Linked DNA regions of Zea mays: region 1 is linked to region 2. Evidence: chromatin contacts called from public Hi-C data. All regions are on one chromosome and are shown on one strand. Each heading gives the region's core, a stretch centred on a gene start, on an enhancer-like site or on the middle of the called end of the contact. The rest is flanking DNA. Distances are from core to core; before and after follow the strand shown.

Evidence for each region. Hi-C and Micro-C count contacts between places; a contact is called where the count stands out from the background.
Region 1: a Hi-C map of leaf shows a contact between it and region 2, with 8 times the contacts expected there. The contact joins the promoter of LOC100191581 here to the enhancer-like site in region 2. A contact is called at or near these places in 18 of 25 Hi-C or Micro-C datasets (bundle sheath, ear, endosperm and 6 more) and 2 of 3 datasets of contacts at active chromatin or transcription factors (leaf and seedling).

Annotation. Positions count from the first base shown.
Region 1 is chr6:144,095,732-144,098,918 of Zm-B73-REFERENCE-NAM-5.0, forward strand. LOC100191581 (IAA17-auxin-responsive Aux/IAA family member) reads left to right here and starts at 1,526. Exons shown (of 5, transcript NM_001137011.2): 1 at 1,526-1,977; 2 at 2,716-2,948. The coding sequence starts at 1,676.
Region 2 is chr6:143,893,192-143,896,120 of Zm-B73-REFERENCE-NAM-5.0, forward strand. LOC100381974 reads left to right here. Exons shown (of 12, transcript NM_001361565.1): 12 at 1-271. Among protein-coding and RNA genes, the nearest start is that of LOC100381974, 31 kb to the left of the region's middle. Within about 2 kb of position 1,475, at least 20 of the 20 cell types and tissues checked have an H3K27ac peak or open chromatin away from gene starts, as enhancers often do. A contact at or near this core is called in bundle sheath, ear, endosperm and 5 more, where this site is marked.

The DNA.
Region 1 (3,187 bases), core at 276-2,775, 200 kb after region 2:
GGCGCAGTCGACTGTTGGCAGCCAGAGAGCCGTTGGCGCACCGGACAGTCTGGTGCCTTCTTCTAGCCGTTGGCTCGGCCACGTGTCCCGCGCAGATTGCGCGGCCGACCGTTGGCTCACCGGACTGTCCGGTGCACACCGGACAGTCCGGTGAATTATAGCCGTACGTCGCCGGTGGATTCCCGAGAGCGGCCAGTTCGCTCAAGCCAGCCTGGCGCACCGGACAGTCCGGTGCTCCAGACTGAGCTGAAACTTGGCTGCTCGAGCCAATGCATTTTCAATTTGCTTTTTCCTGTTTCCAACACTTAGACACAATACATTAGTCACTAAAATAATGTACTAAGTCTGAGAAACATACCTTTATCCTTGGTTTGTACTTTGTCCACCATTTTACATTTAAGCACTTGTGTTAGACACTAAATCACCAAAATACTTAGAAATGGCCCAAGGGCATATTTCCCTTTCAGTTAGCCTCACCCTAGCGGGTGACACAGCAGTCGGAGCGGGGCAGGCGACACTGTTTTTCTGTCAGGTCAGTCAGTGGAGGGGCGAAGTGACTGCGGTCACTTCGGCCCTGCCGACTGAGGAACGTGCGTCAGGATAAGGTGTCAGGCGATCCTTGCATTGAATGCTCCTGCGATACGGTCGGTTGGCGAGGTGATCTGGCCAAGGTTGCTTCAGTGCGAAGCCTGCCCGAGCTAGGCCTCGGGCGAGTCGAGGGTGCGCCTGTTGCTTGAGGAGGCCCTCGAGCGAGGCGTGAATCCGCCAGGGTCTACTGTTTCTGCCCGAGGCTGGGCTCGAGTGAGGCGAGATCGCGTCCCTTGAGTGGACGGAGCCTTGACCTGAATTGCGCCCATCAGGCTCTGCAGCTTGTGCTGATGGTGATTACCAACCGAGTTTAGGAGTGTTGGGGTTACCTCTAATTATGGTCCCAACACTAAAACCTAAACCAAATATACCCTTAAATATTTTCCAGACCATACTATTATGATGTGGAGATGCTTGATTACTGTCTAGAAGATGTTTAGATTAGATGTATCTCAAATATTATGTTGACCTTTATGTGATAGAATTTCCTAAGTTATAATTGCTATCTGTATTTTATTATGTTTTAATATTTTATTTTTTAATTATATTATATTATTTGATGAGATGTCTAGATCAAATTTTTTTGTGTCCCTTCACCCGGACATGTGACTAGGTTTGTATATTGAGGGACAAACCAGTACAAGCACGTTAAATTTAGTGTCAAATTTTGGTTAGAACGATGAAAGAAATGAATTAACATTCTATTTTTTTAATGGTGTTATTGTTTGAACTCTATCTCTTTTAAAAGGAACAATTTGATCTATACCATTAAAAGATTCAAACTTTAGATATATACCATGGATCCCACATGTCATTGACTCATGTGGACTCACATGTAAGTGAGATAGTAATGGTATGAATCCAAAGTGGTGATCTTTTAATGGTATGAATCCAAATTTCCCCTTTTAAAAATAGTATAGATTGAATTCTCCCCCTCAAACAAACCACTCTTCGCTTCGACTCCCACTCCCACTCTCCCTTTCCACTCTCAGGCTCCCACTCCCCCCCTACCGGCTACCCTACCCATCACACACAAACAGCCACTCCTCACCTCCCCCGTCCTCCGGTTCATGTCCTGCTGCTCCCCATGTCGCCCCCACTCGACCTCGACTACATAGGCCTCTCGCCGGCGGCGGCTGCCGCCGCTGCCCACGACGACCTGAAGGGTACCGAGCTCCGCCTTGGTCTGCCGGGGTCCGGTTCGCCGGACCGCCGTGTTGTGGCTGCCACCGCAACCACCCTGGACCTGCTCCCGGCTAAGGGCGCCAAGCGCGGGTTTTCTGACGAGGCGCCGACGCCATCGCCCGGTGCAGCTTCCGGGAAGGGAAAGAAGGTAGCGGAAGAGGAGGACGACAAGAAGGTTGCAGCGACGCCGCAGCCGGTCGCAAAGTAGGTGGATTCGGGAGTGGATCTTGGTGTTTGCTGCCTCAAACAAAAAAAAGGGAAAGCTTGGGCTTTGCCAGTGCGTTCATCTGGCGCCACTAGTGATTTGCAGATTGTGATTGTTGCCCCTTTGTTTGGGAGCAAGTTTTCTACTGTTTGGGAAATCTTGCTGGGTTTTTTGAGCTCATGACATTTGCAGGTTCTGTGACAGAAAATCATCTTTGGAAATTCTGTGCTTTTGAGGGAAACAAAAGGGTAGGGGTGAATTGTATTTTAGGGGATCTCTCTCTCTCTCTCTCTCTCTCTCTCTCTCTCTCTCTCTCTCTCTCTCTGGCCTTGGTATTTCCGATTTGTTTTTACTCTTCTTTAGGTGGGAATTTCGGTTTGTCTTGCGGCCTAGAGGAGGGAAACTGAAGTTGCAGCTTTGTTATGTTCTTTTAAAATCCCACTTTTCCTCCAAATTCTCTACTTTTCTAAATGGGCTCTTTCAATTCGTCTTCAGCTTTCTTGGGTTTTTTTTCACTTTTGTTGCTTGCTCAAAGGCTCTTCTCATCTTTTCTCTGCTCTCCCTGATTTGTTTTTTTTTATATTTTGTACATAACATTTTGGTTTCGCATTACCTTGTTCAAACTCTGCAACTTTCGTCCCAAAAATCGCCAAATTTCTTTGTTTTGTACAGCATCTCCTGATCTACCTCTTCGTTCCGTGGTTGTAAAGATTATTGAGCCCAGGTGTGTTGTGCAGAGCTCAGGTGGTGGGATGGCCACCAATCCGAAGCTACCGCAAGAACACGATGTCTACCACCCAGCTGAAGGGCAGCAAGGAGGATGCTGAGGCCAAGCAGGACCAGGGGTTCCTGTACGTCAAGGTCAGCATGGATGGCGCGCCGTACCTCAGGAAGATTGACCTCAAGACTTACAAGAACTACAAGGACCTGTCGACTGCGCTTGAGAAGATGTTCAGTGGCTTCAGTACTGGTGAGATGTCTCGGGTTACTCTCCTCTCCCGGATGGCACGTCAGTATGTAATTGTGTTTCATTTTGATGTGGATGGTGTAAGAAGTACATCAAGAAGCCTTTAAAAAGCATCATAATTGATTCCTTGGATAAGCAATAGCTTTGACTTACCGTTAGTTTTGAGTAATTGTGAGATTACAAACAATTGAATCCTTGGATAAGCAATAGCTTCGACTTACCGTTAGTTTTGAGTAATTGTG
Region 2 (2,929 bases), core at 225-2,724:
GACTAGGACTTTATTTATGTAACCGTTTGACAACAAAGCCTATCTGCCGTGAATTGTCACACTGCGGAGGCCTTATAGAAAGCCACTTACGCAATTAAAGATTCAGGAAATGACATCGAAGGGTTAGCAGAGCGCAGATGGCGTGAATCTGTACCACTGCAGCCAAACACTTCACAGCAGATTTTGTAGCTATTGTTGTTGGTAGAGGGTTTCCGCTTCTCTTGTGTAACTGAAAGCTCGTCTTTATTTCAATCACTATACCTTTCTTGACAGAAACTGTATATCTCTTCCAATGCACTGTCATTACTTCTGCTGTTAGCCTGTGATAGGGTGGGCTACAAGATGCTCTACGTTGGTGCGGTTTGCGCAACCTCAGTCCTCCAGGGCATATCTTTATTCTGAAGGTGATGTAACAACTACATCATTGAACCAATGATGGTTATTGCTACTTCCTGATCGGATCGTTCATGTGTTAATGATGGCAGTGATCAAGTCAGGTACCATTTAAAGATTTGTAGCATCTTTTGTCAAGGTTATCTTTCTTTTGGAATCTTGATGCTCGTTTTTTTGTGTGTGTGCATATTATTGGTTGCTATGCTCAGATCTTTAAACTTCAATATAGTACTTCCTGCTCCTGGGTCTGTCAGCGTGGCATGCAAGGCCGTCTAGCTTGTCTCAGGTTCTTTCATGTCACGCCCCATCGCCCTTTTGCAACGGACCTAAGGTGGTAGTGGGGCTTTCAGGTCGCCCATGCAGAAATTCCAGGTATGGGTTCTCTTTTTTCTGTGGTGGTAAACTGGCAGGGGTCGCGAGCTTCAATCATGGTAATGTTGGGTATGCTCGCAACGATGGAGCGCTCTCACCGGAGTAGCCCAGCCCTGGCACATGGCGGCAGGGGACGAGATGTGAGATGTCTGCCATGATCGCGAGAGGTGAGATCAGGTAAAGCGGTGGCTTTTGCTGTACGAAGCAATTGCGAGTAGTAGTAGATGATGAAGCCGAGTTTTCAGCTGAGGCAGCAGGAGGAGGGGTCGTGTCCATCCGTTGGGGGGCCTTCGCTTTTCTGTGCCTTTTTATTTTCTTCCTTCTTCCGGTGCTTGGTTCCTTTGCTCCCTCCCATGCTAAAACTTCCAAGCAATGCTTTGTGGTTTTGGCAAGGCCGATTTGATCCACTTGTGCGCTGTGTGCAGTGCACCGGTAAACCCGTCAAATCCTCAGCGTCTTTTGCAGGTAGACGGCCTTAGTGCCTGAAGCGTTGTGCATCAGCTAGCTGTGGTGCCGCTTTACCAGGGGGGTTCCTTTTCCGAGTTGCAAGTACCCCAGGTGCTGCTGGATGCAGCAGCCAAAGTGGTGATGGTTTACGATGTGAGGCCTCCTTTTTACCCTGATGGAACGGGGCTCTGGACAAGCACTGTGGTGCGGCCCGCGCGGCGAACGCGCCGTGGCGGGCGGCTTGCCTCAGCCCGAAATGTGTCAACCGCTGGCACACGCAAGGAGACGGCCAGGGCCTAGCAGCTAAACCGACCGATGAGAGCCACAAGCCACCAGACGCGACGCATTTTCTATCCCTGTGTGTGTGAGAGAGATGGGAATGAATGTGACACGGCGAAAATGCGTGCGTGCTCATCGTTCCGGACACGCCGCACGAGGTTGGCCGGGTGGTGGTGGACTGGTGGCGAGTCCAGGGCGGCGGTTCCCGTGAACGTGCCAGGCCGGAGTGAGCCGCTCTGAAATCGTGCTGTGCCCGGACACTGGTATGGCATGGGGGTGACGACGGCGACGGGGATTGGTGTGGTGGTGGCCAGCCAGCTCGCGTCTTGGTCATTATGGTCAGATTTTTCTCCGGGAACAGGTTTTCGCCGGAGGGTCCATGGCCTCGCTGTCTGCTTGTGTCGGCGGTCACTGCACTCTGGTAGAAGCGGTAGGAGGAGGATCTTCTCAGCTGAGCCCCTCGCGCTCCCATGGGCCGGCCATTCATTGATTGAGAAGTACATGCGCTTGTTGCGTGACTCGCAGTGCTGTTTTGGCCAGCGGACGTCATTAAGGACACATCACAAGGCAGATGCCGCTTTGCCCCTTCTTGGTATCTAGCCCTTCGAAAATCAAGTCTTAAGACTTAACACTTGGCCGCTAAAATTAGATGCACACTTCCACAAAACGTCCCAGTTAGCCACCTTTTCCACCTATCTTTTTCACTCGGTAAGAAGAATTAACAACTCAGACACAATAGGATCAAACTATGCGAGAAGATTCTAAAGGATAGTCTTATCTGTCTTAGCTAATGACTCGGCCAAATAAGCCTCAAGGGCAACCGTTAAAGATAGGTCATGACAGCTGGATCTATGTGCTCAGCGACGAGTCCAGAGACTCGGCCCACATGATCAGGGACATACCCTATTCACAAGGAAGTTCAGGAAGATAAATATGGTAAAGATCCTATTAGATTAGAAGATTAGTTTGGCATCCATGCAAATATGGCAAAACCCATTTGATAAGGATAAAACCCATGTACCAATAGAGATAAGCAACCATGCAGATGCAGTACAATATAGATTTAGCTAGACTTGGTAACTATCCATATTATGCAACCAACCCAGATACATATTCTATAAGACTAGCTCCAACAAGGAGTTCTAAAGGGTCCTGTACCCTAAATTTAGAGGACTTGGACGTCCTCTACTCCCTCCAGCAACGTCCTCTAAATGGTCCTCTAAATTTAGAGAACGCTGCTGGATCTTCTATATGTAGAGTTTCTCTAAACGGCTCTCTATCTATTTGAATATTTTAAACAACCGGTTTAATAAAACTAAAATATGTAAAATACATTTGAGAGTATGACAAATACGTATGTACAAAAATTTAAAAATTAAAAATGTCTTTAATATAGGTATTTACATATAGAGGACGTGATTTAGAGGACGTTGTTGGA